Regions from separate parts of the Mus musculus genome. Here regions 1 and 2 are each linked to region 3. Evidence: chromatin contacts called from public promoter capture Hi-C data. All regions are on one chromosome and are shown on one strand. The core of a region is the stretch at or near the end of the contact, and the rest is flanking DNA. Distances in the headings are between cores, read along the strand shown. Region 1 holds the start of Zkscan1 (zinc finger with KRAB and SCAN domains 1). Region 2 holds the start of A430033K04Rik (RIKEN cDNA A430033K04 gene). Region 3 holds the start of Ift22 (intraflagellar transport 22).

Region 1 (4,586 bases), core at 1,291-3,790, 1.2 Mb after region 3:
CCCAGCAGATAAACTTTAGTAATCCCCCAGACCATTGGTCAAGACAGCCAAGTTGAGGCAGGAAGATCTCTGTGGGTTCGAGGCCAGCCTGGTCTACAGAGTTCCAGGACAGCCAGGGTTGCACAGAGAAACCTTTGTCTCGAAAACTAAACAAACAAAAACCTTAGCCTAAAAGCTGTATGTGAGCTAAACTTTTACCTTTAATCCCAGCACATTCGAGGCAGAGGCATGTGGATCTCTGTAAGTTCAAGGCCAGACCTGGTATACAGAATGAGTTCCAGGACAGCCAGGGCTGCACAGAAAAAAACAAAAGACCACACCTTAAATAGGGAAGACAGAACTGATGGACACCTGAGGTTGTTCTCTGACCTTTATATAGACACTATGCAATGAACACACCTGCACCCACACATATAGATACACATGCACACAGGGAAGGAGAGGGAGAAGGAGCAGGGGGAAGACAAATAGGAGGAGGAAGAAAAGAATTGTTATTATTATAATTATTATTATTATCATTAAGCTTACACATAAATGTCCGTTTCCTCCTCCTTCCATCTTTGTTCCATCTGGACCTTCAACACACTGGACAGCACCACAAGTGTTCTAGGGCAGGTCTTCTCAGCCAACAGCATGTTATACTGGCTCAATAAAAATCTTAAGCCTTTAATCCCAGTCCTTTGAAGGCAGAGACAGGAAGATCTCTGTGGGTTCGAGGCCAGCCTGGTCTACAAAGTTCCAGGACAGCCAGGGCTTCACAGAAAAACCTTTGTCTGGAAAACCAAACAAACAAAAACCTTAGCCTAAAAGCTGTATGTGAGCTAAACTTTTACTTAGAGGAGTTTGTTTGCTTATTAAAAAACAAAAAACAAAAAACCCCTTACTTCTTATCTGGGAAAAACAAACACTTGCCAGAAGCTGTCTGAAAGAAATTTTGTCACAGCAGACAAAGGTCATGTTGCAGATACCATTTATGTTTGCTAAGATAAACATCTTTTACCAGCCAAAATGTGTTGTTATTTGCAAATGCTTGTATATTTTATTGCTACCTGCCAAGTGTTTGTGTATTATTATCTACCTAGCTAGCTATTTGTTCCTGTAAACGTGCCTAACTAAATTCCCTTTAATGATTAAGGGGATCAGAGTCCACTCTAAGATTGTCACAAAGACATGGATGACAACCCCACTACCTGACCTACAAAAAGCTGTAAGAAACTGCCAAGGGGACTGAACCCTTCAAAGCACAAGCGTGCTTTGTAGTCCATGCATGAATAAAGGTTTCTCCTACTTCTCCAAGTGAATGGCTGGCTCCTTGTTTCCTTTAACAATACTGCAAATAGGGGAAGGTGGAATTGGAGGATGACTTGCCTAAGGCGGTTTTGGGTGTTTGGTTTTGGACCCCAGAAGAGGGGACTGAGATGAATATTTTACATATCAAAACAGACCTGGTCTTCAGGTTCTCCCAGCATCCCTCAGATCCTACCTGGTATACCCTGCCCCCAGCCTTGAACTTTCCATCCCAGGGCTTGGGCTGCCCTTCCCCAGAGACTCTTCCCTTTATAATCCAAACATTTTGCTCTCCTCCTTCTCCTTCTCTTCTTTCTCTGCATGTAAGCCCTTTCTCTTTCTGCCTCCCCTCCCATTGCAACTCTCCTGCCTCAATCCTTGGGGCCAGTGAACTCTACCAAGAGCAGCTTCCCAATAAACCTGCCTTTATTATAATATAATCTAGCCTGAATGGGCTCGTTTCACTGGCGGAGAAATAACCTATCACTGGGAGAAGGGGGGCTGATATTGGGATGTAAAGTGAATTAATTAATAATCAATTAATAAAAAAGGAACAATACTTCAATTGCTTTTTAATTTTGGAGTATTGTTTTATAAAGTTATCTCCCCCATGCTGTATGGTCTCTTCCTTGTGGACTTGCCTTTGATATAGAGCCTTCTATAAGGTGGAGCCTCATTTCTGTATTGCCCACAAGGCAAAGAGATAAAGGCAGTAATTGTTGAGCGTCTGTAATTCCTCTGAAAGATCCTTTTAAAGTGCTATAATAGCATATTCTACAGAACCAGTGTAAGTAGCTTGTTTACTGAAAGATAGTCTTTTATCCTCGGGCCACATATCTGGAAACACCATGCACTCAACTGGCAAACCTCACCAGGGCTGATCTGTGAAACCAGACACCCCTGGCTTGGCTTTGATCTAACTCCATCTACACCCTTGCTTCAGCTTCTCTGCCACAGGCATACAATTACTATTATTGATAACTGCCCAAGATGGAAAAGATGGGGAAGAAAGTAACAAATATAGAGCTGAAAAATACTACATCAGGAAAAAAAAAAAACCTGAACACCCTAAACAGGATCACTTTATCTCTATCTGTCACCTCTGGAATTGAAGACAGGCAATCAGGGCTGGGGGGGGGGGGGTGTTGGGTAGGGAGACTCGGAACAAGAAATTCAGAAACCGAGATGCAAAGTCCTCCCGTGTTCCTAGAGGAGACCCGGAAGCTCAACTCGATCCCGGAAGATGAGGTGCTGACCTACTTCCGGTCTTTGTGACTCATTGTGCCTGTGGCGAGGTATTGGGAGGGCCTATGTCGGTGTGCAGTGCCCTTCGGTCGGGTTGAACCCAGAGCAAGCTGTGCTTGGTCGCCCGGCGTCCCCAGGCCGCTCCGGAGACTCACGGTGAGTCTCATGGCGGACTCTCGGAGGACGGGCGGGCTGCGAGGGTGGACCGTGTGACCACCCGGGGGGACTTGGAAAGGAGCCCTGCGGGGTCCCGGCGGTGCTCGAATCTCTGGGGTCAGTGGGGAGCTCTTTCATGTCATCATCCTTGTATAACATTTCTGAGGACAAGATCACAAATGGACGTGATCCCCGTGTCTGGATTCTTCTCCCCCTCCCCCCCTCCTGTCGCCATTTGCTGTGGTTGCAGGGGAAAGTGTTTTGTGTGGTTTTCGTTTTATTGCTGTCGTTTACTTCTCCGGGCGTCTTGGGTCCTTGAGAATCTTGAGATAAACGACGCGGAAGACCTTGAGCTCTGTACAGGTTTGAGGTTCCGAAAACATTTCCGGATCACTTGCTTTTCTGTCTTTCCATCTCCCAACGCTGAGCGAAAGCGCTGGCGGCTTGACGGTGGTTAAAAGATCTAGTAGAAATTAACAGCCGGCTGTCAGCTTTATGCAATGCTTCAAGACCTCTTGCTGGTTTAAGCCTGTTTAACTGTGCTATCTGGGAGATTAGTGGAGTGTTAGTTCACCTTGCTTGATTGCAATGAGTGAGACGTGAAGGGTATCTGGGAGAAACCACACTGGGCCAGTAGGAGATTGATCAGCTTAATGACCTTAGATGAGATTAGACATTTGCCAACTGTCAGTTTTATTATCCATAAAATTAACTACCTTTGCTCAAAAAGGTTCTTCAAACTTGAAATGAGTGGAGTTGGTAAATGTAATTGTAATTTAAAAAAAAAAAAAGGCAGCTCATTTAGTTTGAAGTTCCCCCTTCCTTCCCCTCCCTACACACACACAGCACACACACACATTGATTATAGAGAGTGGCTGTTCCATGGCCTGGGACCAAAGAAAGCATTTATTGTACAGGGCAGTGCTAGGCGGATTGAAAGCAGTCAATAAATACTTGTTGGAATTATGAAGAATTCATTGTAACCACATCAAGTGAAGTTACTAGAAAAGCTGGCCAAATGTGGGAAAATACCTTTATTATAAGGAAACTGTAGTGAAGAATTATCCAGATGTTTTTTTTCTTTCAGGTTTGTGTCCTCTTTCAATTACCACACAAGATTCTTACTTGTTATTTTATTCAGGATCATCTTTGTTAACTTACAGAAATGCCTGCGGCTGAATGCTATTTTCTTTTGTTGATCCTCTACTTCATGTCTCCATGAAGGAAACAGGAAAAATTTCAAGTGCATTATACTATATTTAGATACAACCAGGCCAGTGTACTAAGTTTTAAATCTTAGCTTTTCATTCTGTGGTGGTGTTGATATTCTTTAGATAGATTAAAAAAAGGGGGGGGCGGGGAGGGGTCTCTCTAGTTCTGGCTGAAAATCTAGCCACTGCCTCTAGAGTGCTGGGACTACAGGCACACAATACTAGACCACTAGGTATCTTTTAAGACTAAGTTTTTCATATTATAAAGCATTTTATGTCTCTGTTGAAGAGGGGAGTAGAGGATCATTTATTTAAACTTGCAAGACTGTGCAATAGAAGGAAGACTGGATTTTGAGAAAACATCCTTTGAAATAAACCATGCTTGCAGCCTGGAGTCTGGAGTCTTTTCTTGTCAGAAGTCATTTGTTTTTTTTTTCTTTGGTGAGATTTGGTTGCTGGGCAGTGATCTTTTCTAAAGGAGATGGTATGTCAGAATGTGTTTCGTTTGAGAGGGAACCCAAAGGTGGTTTTCTGCCTCTCTTCCTCTGTCCCTACTCCACTGCTAATAAGAATACTGGAAACGATTCAGGGATGAGTGACTTATTTACAGGGGACATAATTCATTTGTTCCAGCTCATGCTGCCCTTGTGTTAGTGGATTTCTTCCACTGCTAATCTTTTAAGCAGG
Region 2 (4,124 bases), core at 1,124-3,623, 1.7 Mb after region 3:
GAACAACAAAGGTGCACACCATGACCAAGACAATTCTTATAAAAGAAAGCATTTAACTGGGAGGGGGGATAGGAGGGGCTGCTGACAGTTTCAGAGGTTAGTCTGTTATTATTGTTATCACAGTTGTGGGGAGCATGGTGAAGTACCTGGTGCTGAAGTGGTAGCTGAGAGCTACATCCTGATCCACACGTGGAAAGGAGGAGAAAGAGCCTGGACTTGGTATCTCTTCACAGAAATAAAACAGACTTCTGTTTGAATGACTTAGCAAACTCACAAAGCTCCTTTGTAGTGTAGCATACTTCCTCGAGGACTATACTTTCTACCTCCCCTCTAGGGGCCTGCTTTGCCTTGAGTCTGCTTATAGGTCTAGAGGCAACTATTGGTGAGCCTTGAGTATTGTCATGACATCAGTATTGTCTTGCCTGGTATTTTCTTTAGAGAAAATCACTGCTGGTTTACCGAACAATGAAGGGCGTGTTATCCAACCTTATGTGACTGTAATACAAATTACATAAGCAAACGGTCATGTGCTATTTCAAGTGTTTTAAAAGCAGACTCGGGCAGCAAGAAGGCCCTCCTCCCTGTTCTCCTCCCCAAACTCCCTGTCCTGAGTCAGGCTGACTTGCCAGCTCTGTAACAAGGAGAGCAAAAAAGACAAAACAAAGCAAAACAAAACACAAGCATGCTAGACTATTGAGCACAGTGCATCAATAGCAACCGCTAAAAGATAAACCACTTTCAACAAACATTACTATTGTTCATACTGTGGTAAAAATCCCTGCATTAGGAAGGAGAAGCCAGGAAAAGATTCATGGTGGAAAAGATTATAATCAGGAACCCCAGGTGACTGCCTTGATGGCCCCTGATCAACTCCTGCTGCATGACTGTAAACACTACCAATTTCTCATTTTGTCACTTTGGTGCCTCTGTGTGTGTGTGTGTGTGTGTGTGTGTGTGTGTGTGTACATATATGTGTTTGTGTAAGTGTATGCAGACATGTACATGAAGGTGCCCCGAAGGCCAGAAGAGAGCATACGATCCCTTGGAACTGAAGTTACAGATGGTTTTGAGTCACCTGATATGAGTGCTGGATTTGAACTCTGGTCCTCAGGACAGAACTTTAAACGTTCTTAAGCCATTTCTCCAGCCTGTTAGCTCTCTTAGTCAGGTTCCTCCAGCTGTCCTTACTGAGTATTGTAAACTCTGCTGGTTCTGTCAATCAACGACATGCAATTTATCCTTTTACTTTTTTTCCTTGCTATATACTCAGTAAACACATTTATTCAAAACCCCAGATCATTCCCTGGACTACAGAGAAAAGCAGGTTACGAGGACTTGATACTGCTTACAAGTCACTTGACTAACAAAAGGTGCCGAATAGACACTGATCTCCATCTCCTCTTATTAGATGTTGCTGAGCTTACAAAAATATGTATAGAGCAGTCCCTTCTACTTCCTGAGACCAGGAAAGTCATAGCTCTCAAAAGGATTTTGTAGCTGTTCTGAGTGGAGGCAAGCTAGAATCTAAATACGTTTGAAGATCTTGTCCCAATAGCACATAAAAGTCATCAAGTTTTCACTGGTCAGATTATAAAGATATTTTAGGTGCAATGGGTCATTGCAATCAACATCACGTGTATTCATTTATTTCAAGTCAGGGTTTAGATATGCGTCCCAAGGTGCCATAAAACTCATCCTGTAGCCAAGCTGAACTTGAGATTGCGATTTCCCTGACTCTGTCTTTCAAGTGCTAAGGAGTACATACAGGCACGCGCCACCAAGGTTGACTTTGCCTGCAATTTTTAATCTGAATATAAGAAAACTTTTACAAGTCTCTTTCCATTTTGAAGGCAAAGCTAATGAGAGCAGATTTCAGAAATTTTGAGATGATTTTGAAAACGGACATCTTCCCATTTGTTTATTCGACTAAACACATGTACACATACTTAACTCATAATCACATATGACTTTATGTATAGAATTAAAAGCAAATGTGAGCTGTGGTCCAGAGAGGACTTTAGCAGGCTAAAAGCAACGCGTATGGACCTGAAGGCATAAGGTTTTAACAGAGGCTGAAGTCTTTGTGCATATACGCGACAGGACTCGTGGCTACCCCATAGCTGGAGAAGACCGAGGGTCAGGCCTCCTATAGAAGTCCAAACTTGGAGACGTGACAGGAGCCAGAGTCCCCAACAGCTGCAGCTAAGAACCTGTTAACCTGAGCTCCTTCAGCTGTGAGCTGGAGCCAACTACTGTCTTTCAGAGGACAGAGAACCTGAAGCTCTGTCCAATCAGAGGCCCTAGCCTCAAGACGTGCCCAATCAGACACACAAACGGAGGGTAGGGGCGGGCTTTGGCTGTCAACCAGCCTTTGTCTGGGACCCTCCATATTGGAATCACTGTATGCTGCTAGGGAAGCTGTTGCTCAGCTTCGGTGGCGCGGTGACGCTGTAAGTGCTGGGCGATGGTGAGAAGACGCCAGCGGCTCCCAGAAGTGGACATGGTGAGTGTACGTGTGGCGCCCGGAGGTGACAGTGCGGGAAGCGCTGTGGCAGAGCAGGGTCTGCGGTGAGGCCTCCTGGGCAGCTGATCTGGATCCCCTGGGCTGCGGGGTTGCTGGAGCCTGGGCGTCCTGTCCTTCTACCTGAGGGTTCTGGCGCCTTTTCTGAGCAGCTCTGCTCTGGCTGCCTGTTTGCTCCGGATCATGCGTGGCGAGGACTTGGTGGATCATCAGGGGAGAGTCTCTGAATGTGACGGTCATTCACTAAAGGAACTATGTTTTCTAGAATCCCCAGTCCCTTCGTTCTCTCCGTGGCCCACCTAGCCCGAACTTCACAAATGAATGGGAAACAGGGTCGCAAACCCAGAACCTAAGCCAGCTCCACTGCAGTCTACTACCTGTTCTTCCACATCCTCGCCCACACTCCCAACACGAAAATTTCCCCTTTCACCCATTTTGTATGGTCCTGGGCTTACTACAGGTACTCTGCAGAGCAGCTGCACTTTTGAAAGCCTCCCATTTATTCCAAATGATATATTTTCCTTATGGTAATCTCAAACCAATATTTTTTTCAAAAAAAAAAAGTTTTGTTTTCCTCCAGGTACGAGAAAAATTGATTTTTAAGTGTGTTTGTGTGTGTCTGTGTGTGTCTGTGTGTGTCTGAGTGCACCAAATGAGGGCAGTGCCAGAAAATGGCGTGTGATTGATTCCCCTGAAGTGAAGTTACAGCAGGCTGTGAGTTTCCCCATGTGGATGCTGGGAACCAAGCCCCGGGTCCCCTGGAAGAGCAGCAATTGCTCTTAACTGCTGAGCTGTCTCTCTAGTCCTGAGGATGTTTGTGTGTGAAGAGAGTAAAGTAGAGAAGAAACCCCTGAGTCCTTGTTTTAAAAAGACTGTGTCTTCTGTCCTACCCCCCCCCCCCCACTCTAGGCTAGGACAATTTATGAGAATACCTTTGTCTACTTCCCCCATAGGAACTGTGAGATGTCCTCATCCCCACCTCCATGTCTTTTCCAGGTAGTAGGTTTCTGAAGTGCCTGAACCGAAATGCTTATAATCGTCCCGTCTCGGGTCTCTTGGAGTATTTAGCAATACTGAGTAGACCTGAAATGTGGGGTGAACTGTGGAAGAGTGTGATGGAAGTGCCAAGGCCCTATAAGGCTGCCAAGAGGTCCAGTGCTGCTCGTTGTGTGTGTGTGTGTTTTCTACTACATAGTAATTAATTTCTAATTAACTAGTAATTCTATTTTTATCTGTTATACTGATATGTCTGTGTTGCTCTTAACAATACCATCCTTTGATCCATGTACATCCATCGATAGATGACTTTTGTAGCATTGGAACCCTTGGATATTTTATCACAGTATTTGAATTACAAACTGCATGCTAGTGTCGTGTAATGATAGCTGATCTTACTGATCTTATTCTAGGGCACTGGGTCCTCTCCTCATCTAAGAGGATTTTTGAGGTGTGGGGGTGCAGTCTCTCAGGGGAGCACCCAGATGCCCTGCTGCCAGAAGGAAAGTCCTGGTATACTGTCATCTAAAAGAAACTCTGTTGTTCCATTGTTTTGATAATATTTATTCTGTGCTGAAGCTACAGGAGGTCTGTTGTTTGGAATAAC
Region 3 (4,209 bases), core at 394-2,893:
CAGGATCACAGAGAGACACGCACATGCATATATGCACACTACTCTATAGGAATTTACCTGGTAAGGGGAAACACACTGTGTAGTTTCTCTCTCATCTGAAAAGGAAACTTGAGGTGCGAAAGGGCAAGCAGTCCCATCTCTGAATATATGCTGCCCAATGACCTGACACCAACTTCTCCTACAGCTCGGGCCGGGGACCTAAGTGTGTTTCATGCCGAAAGTCAGAGGCAGGAACACAAAGTTCCCTTCAAATTTTCCAGGTTGTTGTAAAGAAATAATTTTCCTGAGGGGGTCTCTTGTCTTTTGAAACTTTTAAATTTTTTTTCTTTTTTCTTTTTTATTTATTTATTTATTATATGTAAGTACACTATAGCTGTCTTCAGACACTCCAGAAGAGGGAGTCAGATCTTGTTACGGATGGTTGTGAGCCACCATGTGGTTGCTGGGATTTGAACTCTGGACCTTCGGAAAAGCAGTCGGGTGCTCTTACCCACTGAGCCATCTCACCAGCCCTAAATTTTTTTTTTCAATGCATGCGAAAGAATGTATGTAATACATTGCCACTCTGGAACAAGAGCAATAAAATTAACCACCCGCGATTAATATAATGGTGCTTAAAAGTATGAAAGCCGGGGCTGGGGAGATGGCTCGGAGTTTAAAGCACTGACTGCTCTCAGAGGAGCCCCGACTTTGGTTTCCAGCATCCATTTTGGGCAACTGAACTTCCATAACTCTAGCTCCAGGGCACTTCCTTCTGGCTTCCACAACCACCTGCACTTTTGTATACGTGTGTGTATGTGTGTGTGTGTGTGTGTGTCCACACGCGCGCGTAGGTTTTGATTTTTTTTTTTTTTTTTTTTTTTGTTTTTAATATGAAAAAACTCAGAGAATGACCGAAATGTCAAAAGAACACACACACTGGTTTGGAGAAGCTTCTCCGCCGCCAAGAACAATCTCAGCATCAAAATAAATAATGACAGGGCTGCAAAGTGACTCATCAGGTAACGGCCGGAACCACCAAGCCTGAAATGGTGGTGGGAGAAGAAAACTGAGTCCTATGGCTTGTCCTCTGATCTTCACATATGTATCATGGCGGACACACATACACGCAGATAGATGATGATTGATTGATAGATATAACCTTTTAAATTGAAAAAAAAGTTGGGAGTCGAGAGTGGTGACACATGCCTTCAATGGTATTAAAGTTGGGGGGGCAAAGGCAGGTGGATATCTTTGAGTTTGAGGCCAGCAGGTCTACATGCGAGTTGGACTGGGGATATGGTGTCAATGACAGAGCGCTTTCCTAGGATTGATGACCACCTGAGTTCAATCTCCAGCATCCACCGCGGAAATAAAAGAAAACCAAAATCACAGTACTGTTTTCCAGGCAAGTTTAGCAGCTCCCTTAATCTATGGAGCGTTCAGGAAGACCGGGAGAAATAAAGCAGGTTGGAGCCTGGCTCTTGTACCCCTTCCAGAACGCTCAGGTTGCAGTTAGCAGGACCAGCTTTGCCTTTTCTCTTTTGGTCCTCCTCAGCTTCCATCGTAGGCCACTTTTCCAGGCTCCCGGAACTGTCAGGGTTTCCTGGGCTACTGCGCAGCTGTTCCCGGTCGCCGTGGAAACTGACCAGCCAATCAGAGCATGCGGCCCAGACTGGCGGACGCGGCGGGGAGCTTAGCGCGCTTTGGTGGTGGGCTTCCGCGGGTTCGTGTTAACGGACAGCGATGCTGAAGGCTAAGATCCTCTTCGTGGGCCCCTGCGAGGTAACTCAGGGCTCGGGGGCTCCCTAGAACTGGGGTTGTTCTCAGGAGGTGCAACTTTGTACCAGCAACCCCACTGAGGGCGGCAGCTGGCGCTACCGTGACCAGGCCTTCATCCAGTTCACCCCTCCCAAGTAGTGGAGGAGAATATTGAGGTACCCAGGTCTCAAGGGCAGCGGAAATAAGGGGCGCCTCATGACTTCCCCTCCGAACCTTCCGTGCAAAAGGAATGTGTCCATGAGATTAGAAAACTAGATATTTTCAATATAGGGACTTGGAGCAAGTGGTTATTAATATGAGGAAGTCACTCTATATGTGATTCACCGAATTAAAGTTCAGATGGACCGAAACTAAACATGCAAATAAGTTAACTGTAGAAGGAAGCTGGGTGCAGTGTCCCATGCCTGTAATAATACCAGGACTCAGCAGGCAGTGGAGGAGTGATCACAAGTTTAAGGCCAGCCTGGGCTATGTATTGAGTTCTGGGACAGCCTGAGCTACAATGTGACATGTCTCCGATAACAAAATTAGATAGATAGATAGATAGATAGATAGATAGATAGATAGTAGAATTCGGGAATTACCTACATGGTTAAAGTTCAAATCCTTGGGTCCCAGCTCAGAAGGTTAGCTTAATAATGTGATCTTCATCTGAGGTTATTGGCTGATGGACCAAACATGAGAACCAATGTACATTCATAGGTGACTATATGGTGAAGATATGTTTTTAATCCTAAGTTAGGAGGCTGGGGTAGAGCTGGGTGATAGGATGTTTGCCTAGCATACAGGAATCCCGGGGTTCAATCCTCTTCATATAAAACATTCATGGTGGTACATGCCTCAGTTTCAGGGTTTGGAAGGTAGAGAGGCACGATGATTGACAGTTCAAGGCCACAGCCCGGGCTACAATAGCAAGTCTGAAGCCGGCCTGGGATACGTGAAACCTGTCAGAGAAAGAAGTTGCTAAGTATGCACAGAAGCAAAGGAGGATTGAGCCATGTGTGGCGCAGGCCTGACACCTCAGCATACAAGACACTCAGGGTTGCCACAAGTTTGAGACCAGTCTGGACCATATAGGAGTGTTGAGTCTAGCCTGGGGCAGAGAGGAGGAGAAGGCTTAAAAGAAAGGAGGGGCTGGAAAGACAGCTTGGTGACTAAGAACACATACTGCTCTCGCAGAGAGAGCTGAGTTCGGTTTCCAGAACCCACGCCAGCTGGCTCACAATTGCCTTTAGGTTCCAGTGCCAGGAGACCTGACACCTCTGGCCTCTGTGGGTACAGGCACTCAATATGCACAGACCCTCACACGGCCTGGACATAATGGTGCGTGCGTTTAATTCCAGCACCAAGAGGCAGAAACAGGTAAATCTGAGTTGAGGGTCAGCCTAATCAATGGGCCAGCCAGGGCTACATAGTGAAACCCTGTATATAATAGTAAATAAATAAATAAATAAATAAATATATATAATAAATATATAAAATAAAATGGAGAGCATGGTTGTGGTTTGGAGAAAGTTTGCAGACTGTTACAGATCTGCGGTTGGTGATATACACAACGCTTCATCATTTTCAAGCCTGAGGCAGGAAGCTTGGTTCCCAGCCTGAGCTACATAATAAGTCCTTACCTTAAAGCAAGCAGCTTGGAGAAGAGAGTATAATTGCAGAGAGCGCTGTGTCTTTGGTTACTTGGTGGTCTGGGCTTTTTCTGAAGCAGGATCTCATGGAGCTTCGAATGACCTTGACCTCCTGATCGTCCTGCCTCTTCTCAGCCTCTCCACCCCTTCCTCTCCTCTTCTGTCCCTTTTATCCCTCACCTCATCCCCTTCTCCCATCCTGTCGAGTTTTACCAGGGCCCACTCAGGTTTAAGAGATTGACTTCTGAGGAGAGAGGAGCTTTGTTGTATATTCAGGCATATACAGGATGGTGCAAATACACAGAGAAGATCATAGCTCTGAGGAGGGAATCGGTGGATGGGGGGATGGATGGGTGAGCGGGTGTTGGAGAAGATGGGTAAAAGGATGGATGGATGATGGGTGGGTGATGGTTAGATACGGTGGGTGGGTGGGTGGATGGGCATGAGTGGGTAGAGGGGGTAAGTGAGTGGTGGCATTGATGGACGGGTGGGTAGGTGTTTGAATTGGGCAGATGGCTGGGTAGATGGATGGGATTAGTGGGTGATTGGATGAATGGATGGGGGGACAGAGGGGGAGTGAGTGGGTGGTTGAATGGAAAGATGGATGGATGGGTAGAAACCAGGTTTGGGTAGAGGGCTCAGAAAGGCTGTCTTACTGTCCTTTTATAGGAAAGGTGATTACTAATGTAATATATAAGGAGAAGTGACCCAGCCGGCCAAGAGTCCAGAAACCTGGGTCTCAGCGTTAACCTTGATCCTCTTCATGGCCTCTTATCTGTAACAGACTGACTGGCTGAAGCTGTGCAGAGAAACA

The links. Promoter capture Hi-C pulls out the DNA fragments that hold promoters and counts their contacts. Capture Hi-C pulls out chosen DNA fragments and counts their contacts.
Region 1: a contact with region 3 is called in a promoter capture Hi-C map of adipose tissue, with 2.3 times the contacts expected there. The contact joins the promoter of Zkscan1 here to the promoter of Ift22 in region 3. A contact is called at or near these places in 2 of 9 other capture datasets (adipose tissue and liver).
Region 2: a contact with region 3 is called in a promoter capture Hi-C map of liver, with 2.4 times the contacts expected there. The contact joins the promoter of A430033K04Rik here to the promoter of Ift22 in region 3. A contact is called at or near these places in 2 of 39 promoter capture datasets (both in liver).

What each region holds. Positions count from the first base shown.
Region 1 is chr5:138,082,544-138,087,129 of GRCm38.p6, forward strand. It overlaps Zkscan1 (zinc finger with KRAB and SCAN domains 1), which reads left to right and starts at 2,541. Exons shown (of 6, transcript NM_133906.4): 1 at 2,541-2,688.
Region 2 is chr5:138,620,486-138,624,609 of GRCm38.p6, forward strand. It overlaps A430033K04Rik (RIKEN cDNA A430033K04 gene), which reads left to right and starts at 2,374. Exons shown (of 4, transcript NM_183025.2): 1 at 2,374-2,503. The coding sequence starts at 2,465.
Region 3 is chr5:136,906,507-136,910,715 of GRCm38.p6, forward strand. It overlaps Ift22 (intraflagellar transport 22), which reads left to right and starts at 1,644. Exons shown (of 5, transcript NM_026073.3): 1 at 1,644-1,764. The coding sequence starts at 1,726.